2 separate regions of the Oryctolagus cuniculus genome follow, and region 1 is linked to region 2. A link is a contact called in public Micro-C data. All regions are on one chromosome and are shown on one strand. The core of a region is the stretch at or near the end of the contact, and the rest is flanking DNA. Distances in the headings are between cores, read along the strand shown.

Evidence for each region. Hi-C and Micro-C count contacts between places; a contact is called where the count stands out from the background.
Region 1: a Micro-C map of ear pinna shows a contact between it and region 2, with 3 times the contacts expected there. The contact joins two enhancer-like sites. A contact is called at or near these places in 4 of 6 Hi-C or Micro-C datasets (ear pinna, psoas muscle, skin fibroblasts and 1 more).

Annotation. Positions count from the first base shown.
Region 1 is chr5:9,912,714-9,919,116 of mOryCun1.1, forward strand. No RefSeq gene overlaps it. Among named protein-coding and RNA genes, the nearest start is that of SNX9, 52 kb to the left of the region's middle. Within about 2 kb of position 1,563, at least 2 of the 8 cell types and tissues checked have an H3K27ac peak or open chromatin away from gene starts, as enhancers often do. A contact at or near this core is called in ear pinna, where this site is marked.
Region 2 is chr5:9,820,830-9,827,443 of mOryCun1.1, forward strand. It overlaps SNX9 (sorting nexin 9), which reads right to left. Exons shown (of 18, transcript XM_070073337.1): 2 at 1,157-1,243. The coding sequence starts at 1,234. Among named protein-coding and RNA genes, the nearest start is that of SNX9, 39 kb to the right of the region's middle. Within about 2 kb of position 3,817, at least 1 of the 8 cell types and tissues checked has an H3K27ac peak or open chromatin away from gene starts, as enhancers often do. A contact at or near this core is called in ear pinna, where this site is marked.

The sequences.
Region 1 (6,403 bases), core at 313-2,812, 90 kb after region 2:
TTTTTGGAACTTGAGCTCAGATGCTCCAATGAGTGACATGTGTTTTAACCACTAGGCTGAAAGCCACCACTCAATTATTCTTAATCATCTATTTCCTCATGTCATAGCAAAAATAATAACCTTAAGTTTCGGGAAATGCCTTTCTGCTTTTTCCTCCCTGAAATATAAGTCTAGGTTTACTCACAAATTTCCTTCTGAGGCTTTACAATAAGAGATTTCTTTTGAATGCAGATTTTGCTGTGTGGGACTCGGGCATCCTATGACATTCTTGGCTGAATAAAATCATAAATCTTCGTTCTGAATGCTATAAAATCGGGCGGGGGAGTCTTCTGCGAAACCTCATACCTACTTGGTCTTGGCTTGAGCTCATGGAATTCCGTATTAGACTAAAAGGAACTTAGGAGAGCTTGTGTTGCTACAACGCCCGCCGTCTCCTACCCACCTCCAGAGCTGGTGCACAGGGAGTCATGGTTCTGTTCTGTTCTTGGGCTCTATCCACAGATGGCCCTTGCCACACTCACAAATGCCGACCGCCGGAAGCAGGGTGCCTGGCGCCCTCTCTGCACAGGTGTCCCACCTGATGGCGATGAGCGCATGGCTCATCGCCTCTGCGTGGGGTCCAGAGCCCGTGAGTGCAGCCAGATTCTACCCAGACATGAGCAGAACACTCAGCCCCCGCTGCGCCATTTGCCGGTCTGGTGCCAAACGAGAATTCAGGGCCTCCTGTTCAAATATCACTAAGTACTTCAAGACGGACACAGAAGAGCATTAAAGCAAGCGGCGCTGGGTCCAATTGTGCCATGCCTGCAGTCACAGGCCACAGCACCGGCCTGTCCTGGGGTGACACTGGCTGCTCTCGGAAGGGGGGTGTCCTCCTGCACCCCAGCTTGGGGGTGGACGCTGGTACTCACTCCCAAGTGTGATCATTCACCTGCTCTATGGAATCTGTCACCCTGCTCTCTCGCCAACACATTCGTTTCCCTCCCTGCACAGGGTGTCTCTCCCAGCTGGCCACCCTCGCCCACCTCGCTCCCTCCATTCTGCATCCCACTCTGCTCACAGCGGAGCTCCTATTTCGCTCTTGGGCGCCTTCTCCTTGCTCCTGGGTGGAAGGCCGGCATTGTGCTGGAGTGGGTTGGGCCACCGCCTTTGATGCTAGCATCCCATATGAGGTCAGGTTCCAGTTCCAGCTGCTCTGCTTCCAGTCCAGCTCCCCACTAATGTGCCTGGGAAGGCAGCAGTACCTGAGCCCTCGACAATCCGGGGAGGCCCGGATGGTGTTCTGGGCTCCTAGCTTCAGCCTGGCCCAGCCTTGACCAGTGCAGCTATTTGGGGAGCAAATAAGCGAATGGAAGATATTTCTCTTTCTGTGTGTGTCTCTCCCTCTCTTCCTATCACTCAAATAAATAAATACATCCTTTAAAATAATACACAATGAAGCTACTATGCCTCCCAGGCCAAGGTAAGTGCGCCGGCTGCCACTCACCTAGTGCTCTCTCTTGCTGTTGGTGCAACTCATGACACCGACACCTGCTCTGTGTGTTTCCTGCCCATGAAGAGGTGTGGGCCTTGGGCTTTTGCTCAACAGGGAGCTGGATCGATTGAAGGCTCCCTTGGGAATTCAGCACAGTGAGCCCCAAGGTGGGTGCTGAGCTGCGCCTGCCTGGGAGGTCCATAGAACATTCTGGGCGGCTGGGGGCCTTGGGGATTACAGGGCCACCCCTTGGAGCCAGTCCTGCTGCCTGAGGACGTCCACTGCTTGTGTTGGCGGGCAGAGTGTTTCTAAAAGTCACCTCCTGGTTCTCTAAACCCCAGCCCAATTTGTCTGCCTTGTGACAGGTACGTGTAGGAGTGCTTCAGTCATTACCATAAACAACTCCTCCCCAGGAAATTTTGCTTTTAAAAAAGCACCAGGCAAGAGGAATTTGCTGTGGGGGCTCATTTTCTTTGCAAATGCATTTCCTCTGGCTGGAAAGGGGAAATATCTGTCCCGCCCTGCTCCGCGTGCCACAGAACGGTACGAAGAGGAAGTCGAGTCTGGTAGTAACGGTGCCAGTTAATCTTCAACGTTCACACAAAAGTAAGGGAGCTGCCACGCTCGCTTTGAGCGCTGCTCATCTCCATGGAAGGTGTTCACTGCGCTCCAGAAGAGAGAGGTCTGTGGCCTGCGACTCCAGGTCCTTGGCTGGGCTCAGCAGAGCTGCCCAACCTTCCTGGGTGACCTGTTCTCAAACACTCTCCCCTTCTGCTGTAGAGTAAGGAGAACAGAAACTGTGGAGCAGACCAGGCGGAGGTGAGACTTCGGAGAGAGGCTGAAGGTTTGGATGAATGGGAAGGCTGGGCAGAGCCGCACACGCTGGCCCGGTTTGCCTGGGACTAAGGAGATCCGGCCCTTGGGCTTTCAGTCTTTTTTCTTTTGTAAGAGTAATTTATTTATGTATTTGAAAGGTAGACTGACAGAGAGAGAGGGAGAGAGGGAGAGAGAGGGCATTCATGTGCTGGTTCATTCCCCACATGGCCACAGCTGCCAGGTGCCTGGAACCCCCATCCAGGTCTCTCACGTGGGTGCAGGGGCCCAAGCACTCAGGCCATCCTCTGCTGCGTTCCCAGGCCCATAAGCAGGGAGTTGGATCAGAAGTGGAGCAGCCGAGACTCAAACTGGTACTCACGTGAAAGGCCGGTGTCACAGGCGGACACTTAACCTGCTGTGACACCGAGCTGGCCCTGGGCTTTCTGAAGCCAGAGATGGTCCTGGACAAACCAGGTTGAGTTGCTCACCCCACCAGGCATCCTGTAAGGTAGGGGATATGGACCCCTAAGGGCCCCCAGTATGATGTCACGGCAACAGCCTCCCCCTAAACCCCCAAGGACCTCATAGCATTACCACTGTCCAGGGCCGTTTTGAGGATGAGCTCTGGCCCGAGTGGGGAACACAGACCATACTTCTATCTCTTGTCTTCTAGATTGAAACCCTTCAGCTTTTGTTATAATGTTATTTGCAATTGAAGCAAAAACAGGGTCCTGGTATGAACTGAGATTTTGAGACATCTGAAGTGGACAACCTGTTCTCTTTAACTTGTGTTGAATGCAAATTTCAGTTCCTAAAAACCCCCAAATAAGGAAGGAAATTTGATTTATCTCTTTTTTTTCCCCCCACAAAATGCAAAATGTTGACCTGGTAATGAAAACGCTGATTGGATAGATCGCATCGCGGGCTCAGGGCGACACAGCAGCAGCCTACGTGGCTGTTGGATCTTGTCGTGGAGTTGGGGTCTGGTGCCACTTCGCACACCCCGCACCACCTCTGCTGTCCTGCTCCCGCAGGAAGCAGGGCCCGTACACCCCGGGGTTTTCAGAGGAGAAAAGTCAGACCGGTTCAGTGGCCTGAGGCCAGGCTCCTGGGCAGGGGCTTTTGGGGGCCGGAGAGCTGAGTTATTGTTCTTAGTGGACTACAAAGAACCTTCACCTCTGCGAGGAAGAGGAGGAGCAGCAGCAGAGTGATAATAACAGAACCAATGCCTTTGTGTTTTGTTTTGTTTTGTTTTGACAGGCAGAGTGGACAGTGAGAGAGAGAGACAGAGAGAAAGGTCTTCCTTTGCTGTTGGTTCACCCTCCAATGGCCACCGCGGCCAGTGCGCTGCGGCCGGCACACCTCGCTGATCCGAAGGCAGGAGCCAGGTACTTCTCCTGGTCTCCCATGGGGTGCAGGGCCCAAGCACTTGGGCCATCCTCCACTGCACCCCCGGGCCATAGCAGAGAGCTGGCCTGGAAAAGGGGCGACCGGGACAGAATCCGGCGCCCCGACTGGGACTAGAACCAGGGGTGCCGGCGCCGCAAGGTGGAGGATTAGCCTAGTGAGCCGCGGTGCCGGCCTGAACCAATGCCTTTGTTTAGTGCTTGTCACACCCCAGGCGCATTGGCTGGTGTTATCTCTAACTTTCCAAACCATCCAGTGAAGACTCACAGGCTCTGAAGGTCGTGAGCGGAGCTGCACACCCAAGGCTCTCCCCAGTAGTTCAAGCTAAGGCAGCTTATCACATTATCCTCTTGACGTGAGTTTCTCTCATTTTACAGTCCAGGAAACAAAGATTCGCGTAGGCCCAAGGACTTGCTAAGTTCACAGCCTTAGAACGAGCAGGGCCGGACGTCTCTCACCTGAGCCCCTAGATGCAGAGCTCTGAGCCAGGGCTCAGCCTGGAGCCCAAAGTGACCCCAAGACACCGACTGTCCCACCTAGGATGGGCAGAGTCTCCCAGGGTTAAGCAGACGCCGTAAATGCGAGTCCTGGGAGTGTCAGGCAGGAGCGGCGCTGATCCCACAGCCAGGGCTCTGAAGGCAGCGCTGGGCCTGGGGAGCCAGCAGGGCGTTGTCCTCTGTTTCTGGAGACCAACTCTGAGGTCCTCAGTGCAAGGCTGGAGGCTGGAGCGTGGTGCTGGGCAGCGCCTGAGTTCACGCTGTCTTAGTCTGGCCAGGGAAAGATGTCTTTTTACAGGGAAAGGGCCTGTGCGTGGCTAAACTAGATAAGGTGGGCTACCTGGTCCGCACTGCTGAAGACAGGAGGCAGGTGACAGATGCCAGACAAGCCTAAGCCTGGTGAACTGGGATCCTGGTGAACTGGACAGGTGACACCAGGGATGTTGGTGCTGTGTCCAGGTGATGGACTTCAACACAGATGTGACGTGTGGTGCAGCGGTTAAGCTACCACATGGAGGTCCACATTCGATATTGGAGGACCTGGCTTAGAGTTCTGACCTGATTCAGACCCAGTTTCCTGCTAATGTACAATGGGGGGTGGGCAGCAGGTGATGGCTCAAGTATTACTCGCGTGGGAGACCAGAATGATGTCCTAGCTCCTGGCTTTGGGCTGGCCCAGTGCCAGGTGTTGCTGGCATTTGTGGAGTGAACCAGAAAATAGGAGATCTCTGTCTGGCTCTCTGCCTTTCAAAGAAATTTTTTTTAAAAAATCTTAAAAAGAACTCAAAGGGGCTGGCACTGTGGCATAGTGGGTTTAAGCCTCTGCCTGTGGCATCTGCATCCCAGGTGGGTGCCATTTTGTGTCCCAGCTGCTCCACTTCTGATCCAGCTCTCTGCTGTGGCCTGGGAAAGCAGCAGAAAATGGCCCAAGTCCTTGGGCCCCTGCATCCACGAGGGAGACCCAGAAGAAGCTCCTGGCTTCGGATTGGCTCAGCTCTGGCCGTTGCGGCCCTCTGGGGAGTGAACCAGCGGTGGAAGACCTCTCTTTCAGTCTCTCCCTCTCTGTCTGTAATTCTAGCTCTCAAATAAATAAATCTTAAAAAGAGAAAAAAAAAAAAACGCAAAACAAGTAAACTTTATAGTAACATCCAGGCCAAAGCCACGGAATTAGTGACAAGACACTTATTTCTATTATCAAAATTTTCTGGAGAAATATATATGTGCTACAGCTACTGTCTTGATCGCAACGAGCTGTTTTTAAAATATTTCTTATAGAGTGAATGTAGTGGATACATTCCTGACCAACTACGCTCAAGGTTTATATAAGGATTTGGAGCAAAGGAGTTTGCGGCGACTGGCTTTCCTGGCCAGCAGCCGGCCTGCTCCCACAGCTCCCCGGTGGATAAATATTCCAGTCTCTTTGTAAGAGAGCAGCACAGAACGTTAGCAGATGTGAAGTTTTTGGCTGCTGATGGTACACACTGCCTACTCTGGGCCAGGTCCTGTCTCCCTGGAAAATTACTGAACAACACTCCAATGATAAAACAGATAGAGGCCAATACAGGCAGCCGAAGCTCCCCGCCCATTGTCGCTGTGGGCCTCCGCTCCTAGCTGCAAGGAGGGGGAGAGGGAATGGCCATGCTGAAATCCCGGATCCAGTTCCTTTGGGAAGGGGGGCGCGGGCAGCGCCGGCTGTCGCACAGAGCGGCCTCCGATGCTGGATCAACAGCAATCTCCTGACCCCACGGCCTTGCTAACCCTTGGCCTGCTTCCTATTCCTATCACGTCATCTGCATCACGGGTTACGCTCAGCTCCTGCTGCTGTTGGAGGTGGCTTGAGTTAGTTCCCCGTGACCTCTGTGAGCAGTGGAATCCGTAATCACACTGTGCAACAGAGATTAGGCGGTGCCAGCGCATTGCACGAGGCATTCTTGACACATGGTAATTTCATTCCATACAGTACAGAGGAAGAGCCGCGGAACGGGTTGGCTGGCACAAGGCTGTGTCAGAGCCACTCCAGGCCCGCCTGGTGCCTGCCTCAGCGGCGAATTTCCTGCCTGCCGCGTCATAGCTCCACCAGGGTCAACACATGAGTCACTACCAGCTCAAAGGGCAAAGCAGCCTCCGTGGGACGGTGCTGTCTGCGCCTCCAGTGGCTGGGCCTGCCCTCGCCGTCACGCACGTGAGGTAGAAACGTGATGTAAGGAAA
Region 2 (6,614 bases), core at 2,567-5,066:
CTCTCTGAAAACAGGCACGCAGACTCTCTGAAAACAGGCACGCAGACTCTCTGAAAACAGGCACGCAGACTCTCTGAAAACAGGCACACAGACTCTCTGAAAACCAAGAACACGGGGCAAGGGCAAAGACTGCTATTTCTGTATCTCCACGGCACCCAGCCCAGTGCATGCTATGCACAGGAGTGACAGTAACGGGGCAGAGGACAAGAGAAGGCCCCAGCACAGCGCGGAGCCCGAGGCACAGCCCACCAACTTTTTCAAAACTACTGTATGCGTGGCTTTCAAAATCTTTTGCATTCAAATACACTTATCTTTTAATTTTCCATGAACTTTTGGAAGCTTGTACTTTCAAGATTCATTAAAAAATTACATATTAAAAAGGACATTTAAGCAGTTTGAGGTAGATATTGCCCAGAGGTAACAGCAAAAACTTTTACAGGATCTTGGGCAAACATCACTGAAAAAAATTAATATTGGGTTTGCTGCTGAGCTTCTTGACAACAAAGATCATAAAAGAAATTCAAGATTTTATTTTATGAGAGCAAACAGCCAAATCTCCCAGGGACAGAATCGAACACATGAATGCCATCAGGAAGGCAGTAAGAGCCCTGGCTACCCGAGGAGACACACACTGTAACACGATGTGTGTAACCTATGTATCTGTGCACAATCGTGTTCTTGTAAAGATGCGGAAATGCTGGATTTCCAAATAGTCATTTCTTACCTGGATAAAAGCTGAAGCAAGACTTTGTCATTCAGCAAAGATAACTCCATCAGAGCTAAGCTGATCTAGTCTTAGTATATACAGCCTTCTGGTAAGCTAATCTGATTTAAGGATAAAGCTTAGGAAAACAATGCTAGTGATCAGTGAGCTAAGGGATCCCAGCACTGTCACTCATTCATTTTAGACACAGAATTAGGACAGGAGAAAGGCCTAACAACTGCAGGGTACCCGACAAGTCAGAAACAATGAAGAAAAAATCTAAAATAAACGCATGGAAAAAGATATAAAATTTTGCAATCTTTAGGGAACGTTTCTCAATATTTACAAAATAGCTTCTGACTTCACTACAAATACCTCATAGGCAACAGAAAAAGATTCTATGAGTCACCCAATCTTTAAAATCAGTGCAGGAGAGAGGGGTAGATCGCTTACCGGGTTTGTGATGGTGATGATCTCTCCTTCACTGACTGTCAGTTCGTTATTTCCAGGTTCAGCAGCAAAATCATACATAACCCGAGCCTATGGGAGTGGAGAGGAAAGAGGAAGTGACAGATGTAAACTGAACCGTAAAACACCCAAACCACACGTACTGTCAACTTTGTAAGCATGCTGCCATGAGCACGGCGTGCTGGCATGAGCACGGTGGGGGCTGTGGCTGTTCTGGAAGACAGGAAGAGGGACGACCAAAACACCTGAGCCGCTCGGCTGTGGGGACCCTCAGCACCAGTGGGACGACGGCGCCGCTCCGCATGGAAGGCTTCTGCTGCCACCTCCACGCCCCCACCATGTTCACAGATCAGCACAAAATGTCAACTCCAAACATTCCCATTTCATTGAGAAAAACAGCATGCCCCTCCATTCAGGAGGGAAACAGCAGAGACGTTCACTCTGGGCAGCCCTGTTCTGGGCATCTGCATAGGTATCCATGTGTGTACACACGCACACACGCATGTTAGAGTCACATGTGTTTAGAAGAATTCGTTGTCATGTAAGTCTCACAATTCCTTATCTAGAGCCAGCCACATGGATGAATTTTGCCAATGCAGCATCCCCAGCCATTTTAACTCAGAAAGTTAAGATTTGGGAACCAAGACCCATGTCTGCTGCTTCACTATCACTTGGCTTCCACTGTGCTGTGTGTGTCACTCAGCTTACCTAAACAGCTCTGGGTCTCAACCTCTCCCTCAAATGAGATCTTACTTTCACATAAAACAGACGAAAGGAGGTTGCCTGGAGCTGTCCTTCCAGCCGAGGAGTAGTCCAGCCACCCAGGCTGCCTGGAACACTGCATGCACCCATTGCTACAGAGGGTCATGGCCATGGCTTGGGCATCAGCATGGGGGTCCCCACAGGCGCATGCATTCAGGCTTGGTCTGCAGGACAGTGTTGCTGGGTGATGGAGGGACCATCAGGAGGTGGGGCCTGGGGGGAGTACGTGGAGCACTGAGGCTGGCTCTGAGGCAGCTGAAATCAAAGCCAGGGTCTGGGCTGCCCCTCCTCCCTCTCCAGCTCGCCATGCGATCCTTCTCTGCACACGTTCCAACGTCATCTCACCAGAGGTGAGCCAGCGGGACCTGCCCGGCCTTAGACTGCAGAAATGGGAGCCCAATAAGCCTCTTTCCTTATAAAGTTAGGCTTATTCGGGTACTTTGTTAAAGTGACAAAAAATGAAAACAGTCACTGTGGTAAAATATATAATATTGTATATAAACCTTTATATTAAATTGTAGCTTTAATCCATTTGAAATTCTAAGTGATTTTTTTCATTTCCAAAAAATCCACCTTATAAATGGGGGCCAGCTGTGCCTAAGAAACAGGGTATGTTTTAAAAGTCATTGTTTTGGGGCCAGTGCTGTGGTGCAGCGGGTTAAAGCCCTGGCCTGCAGCGCTAGCATCCCATATGGGTGCCAGCTCTCTGCTACGGCCTGGAAAAGAAGATGGCCCAAGTCTTTGGGCCCCTGCACCCGCATGGGAGACAGAGAGGAAGCTCCTGGCTCCTGGCTTTGGGCTGGCACAGCTCCGCCATTGCAGCCAAGTGGGGAGTGAATCAGTGGATGGAAGACCTCTCTCTCTCTCTCTCTCTCTCTCTCTCTGCCTCTGCCTCTCTGTAACTCTGCCTTTCAAATAAATAAATAAATCTTCTTTTAAAAAAAGTTATTGCTTCCTAATAGGCAATTTCTAGTCTACCTACAGGACTGGTCAAACATCAATGGAACTGCACTCCCTAAACAAACTGTCACCAAACGCGCACCACACAGCAGCCACTTACAAGGCCCTCTTCCTCCATATTTGCTTAATGATGCCAAGTCCTTCTGCCAAGGGTTAAGGAATCACATCTAGTGGTAAATGACAGGGAAAACAACAAATATACTGAGATGGACTGACGGAAAAACACACGAGGCAGGTACTGTGAAACGCCTGCCACACAACACAGACGGTGGTGTGTGGTGGTCAACCGACATTCTTTCCATTTTTCCACATGCTTGAAACGTTTTCCCAGTAAAATGTTGGAAACAAGGGGTGGAGCCAGACCCGTCAGGCGGGTGTGTGTCCCCTGAGAGGCGGGAAGAGACCTGAAGTGCGGCTGAAGGAGCAAACACCAGCAGCACGGACATGTTCTCCTGGGGCCTTCTCACAGGACAAGGAAACCAGTGGCAAAGCAGACAGGACTCGGCCCGTCCTGCCGGTCATGAAGTCATTTTTAAAGCACACGTGTCAATCCGTCAGGCAAGAAGCGCTGACAGATGAAGGCCCAGGGACTTCCCAGGGAGAGCAGCCAGCTGTGCCCCACCCCCAGGGATCTGCTGTTTTGTTATTGTTCCTTACGAATCTTGCTTTTTTTTTTAAATCCAGATAAATCCAATTAGTTCCCCCACACACAGAAAACCTAAGCTCCTTGCTTACTAAGCTTACCGCTTGGTGAAGCAAGCAAAAAATAAAGAAAAGCAAACCCCTGTGCACATTTAAATGTTACTGAACACAGACTTGCTGCTATGGTTTGAATGCTTATATCCCCTCCAAAAGTCATGCTGAAACCTGACCCCCAGAGCAACAGCAATAAGCCTCCAGGGAGGTGCTGAGGTCATGAGGACAAATGCTGACTTAGAAAGGGTCCTGGGAGTGGGTGTGCACTTTCTCCCGCCCCTTCACCATGCAGGACTTGGCATTCAGGGCACCAGACAGGAAGGAGAGAGACCAGGCCCTGGCCTGCTGGAGTCTGGGTCTTGAATTCCCTGCCTCCAGGTTTGTGAGAGAGTAAATTCCCAATTTCTCGTAAACCACCAGTCAGCTATTCCACTACAGCAGCACAAAGTGGACTGAGTCCGAGAAAAGTGTTTACAAACACCGTAGGTTCACGTAAAACACTGTACTGGGACCTTCCAAAGAACTACAGATGCTTCTCAGAAATCAGAACAATTTGAGGTGACAAAAGGATTTAGTAAGCACACCTCCAAATGGGTACACGTTCCAATTAAAACAAACAAACAAAACCTGAGCACCGAACTCAGCGAAAGGAAGCTGGGGTGAGGCTGGAAGCCCTGGCACTGAGCCTCAGGCGCTCTCCCACACCTGCTTCTCTCTGCCTATCCGGCTGCCCTGTCTCCTGTCTTCCCTAATCACTCCCCACGCCTCCCTCCTGCCCATCACTGTCAGTATCCACACAGATAAAGATGCTGCCCTAAACCCCAACTGCCAATGACTCTTTTTTCACAAAGCCTTTGAAAGAAAAGGCCCATTTTTCTAATACTGATTTCTTCAATGTTAGCTGTACTTTTTAAGAAACCGTTCCTGGGGCTGGCGCCGTGGCTCACTTGGCTGATCCTCCGCCAGTGGCACCGGCATCCCATATGGGTGCCGGGTTCTAGTCCCGGTTGCTCCTCTTCCAGTCCAGCTCTCTGCTGTGGCCTGGGAAAGCAGTGGAGGATGGCCCAAGTGCTTCGGCCCCTGCACCTGCATGGGAAACCAGGAAGAAGCACCTGGCTCCTGGCTTCGGATCAGCGCAGTGCTGGCCGTAGCAGCCATTTGGGGGGTGAACCAACGGAAGGAAGACCTTTCTGTCTCTCTCTCTGTCTATAACTCTACCTGTCAAAAAAAAAAAAAAAAACAAAAACAAAAACAGATAATTCTACTATATATCCAGTACATACTGTGAACTACAATTAACATCTTCAAAAACTGCTATAGATAAGGTAAATAGCTAGTGGAAATCAATCTCACTTAGCTGTTCAATCAACCACTAATCTAGCTGCTAGTAAAATCAGTATTAGTGGACTCAAGTTCTCAAATTAAGTGCTCGGACTCGGAACACTGAGCAGCCATGCATCTGTCTGCAGGGTGCAGAACCCCTCATCCCTGACCCACATCTTCTTTCTGGAGAAGAGACGGGAGTGTGCAGGCACACATTCTCTTACACATCTGTTATTTTGTCTGCCACCCATCCCTTCCTCAAGGAAACTGCTCCTGCCTGGCTGCAGTGAGCACACACACAGGTTAATGCAAACTAACAACCTCAAAGAATTTATCAAGGAAACATCTGAAACAAAGCAAAGCACTGGCTCTATAAGAATCCATACACAAATCAAGCCCATCTGGATCTTTGGTTCCATATAAATCACAATCAAGTCTTAGAAAAAGCAGTAAATCAGGCCGGCGCCGTGGCTCAATAGGCTAATCCTCCACCTTGCGGCGCCGGCACACCGGGTTCTAGTCCCGGTCGGGGCGCCGGATTCTGTCCCGGTTGCCCCTCTTCCAGGCCAGCTCTCTGCTATGGCCAGGGAGTGCAGTGGAGGATGGCCCAGGTGCTTGGGCCCTGCACCCCATGGGAGACCAGGAAAAAGCACCTGGCTCCTGGCTCCTGCCATCGGATCAGCGCGGTGCGCCGGCTGCAGCGGCGGCCATTGGAGGGTGAACCAACGGCAAAAGGAAGACCTTTCTCTCTCTGTCTCTCTCTCACTGTCCACTCTGCCTGTCAAAAATTAAAAAAAAAAAAAAAAAAAAAAAAAAAGAAAAAGCAGTAAATCTTTAGTGATGTTGCTCTCTTAAAATTAAAAAAAAAATGTCAAAAAGACAATAATCTTTTAAAAAATGCAGGAAACAGGCCAGCGCCACAGCTCACTAGGCTAATCCTCCGCCTTGTGGCGCCGGCACACCGGGTTCTAGTCCTGGTCGGGGTGCCGGATTCTGTCCCGGTTGCCCCTGTTCCATGCCAGCTCTCTGCTGTGGCCCGAGAGTGCAGTGGATGATGGCCCAGGTGCTTGGGCCCTGCACCCCATGGGAGACCAGGAGAAGCACCTGGCTCCTGGCTTCGGATCAGCGCGGTGCGCCGGCTGCAGCGCGCCGGCTGCGGCGGCCACTGGAGGGTGAACCAACGGCAAAAGGAAGACCTTTCTCTGTCTCTCTCACTGTCCACTCTGCCTGTCAAAAAAAAAAAAAAAAAAAAAAAAAAGGCAGGAAACAAAGATCCCTTATTAACACCCTTGATAACTAAACTTTTGTCATGTACATGATTACTTCAGTATACCTAGTCTTTCTCTTCAAATGGCATGCTGCTTAACTGAGCACTTCAAATGACTTTTAAAATCTCACTATTTAACGTTTTCTCCAATGTTGTCTTTACCGGTCAAGATCATCAGAAGAAATCTAGGTTAAGGTTCCATGCTTTTCAGTTTGCATCAATCTGTGATGTCAGAGCCTATGCTAAACTCTAGCCTTGTTATTGCTGTGAATTTTCATCTTTAGATTCAACCAACTGCTCCAACCCAAGACTTTTTTGAATTTTGGGGTCGGTATTATGGCACAGCAGATAAAGCTGCTGCCTGTGATGCAGGCATCCCATAAGGGTACTGGTTTGTGTCCTAGCTGCTCTGCTTCCAATCCAGTTCCTTGCTAA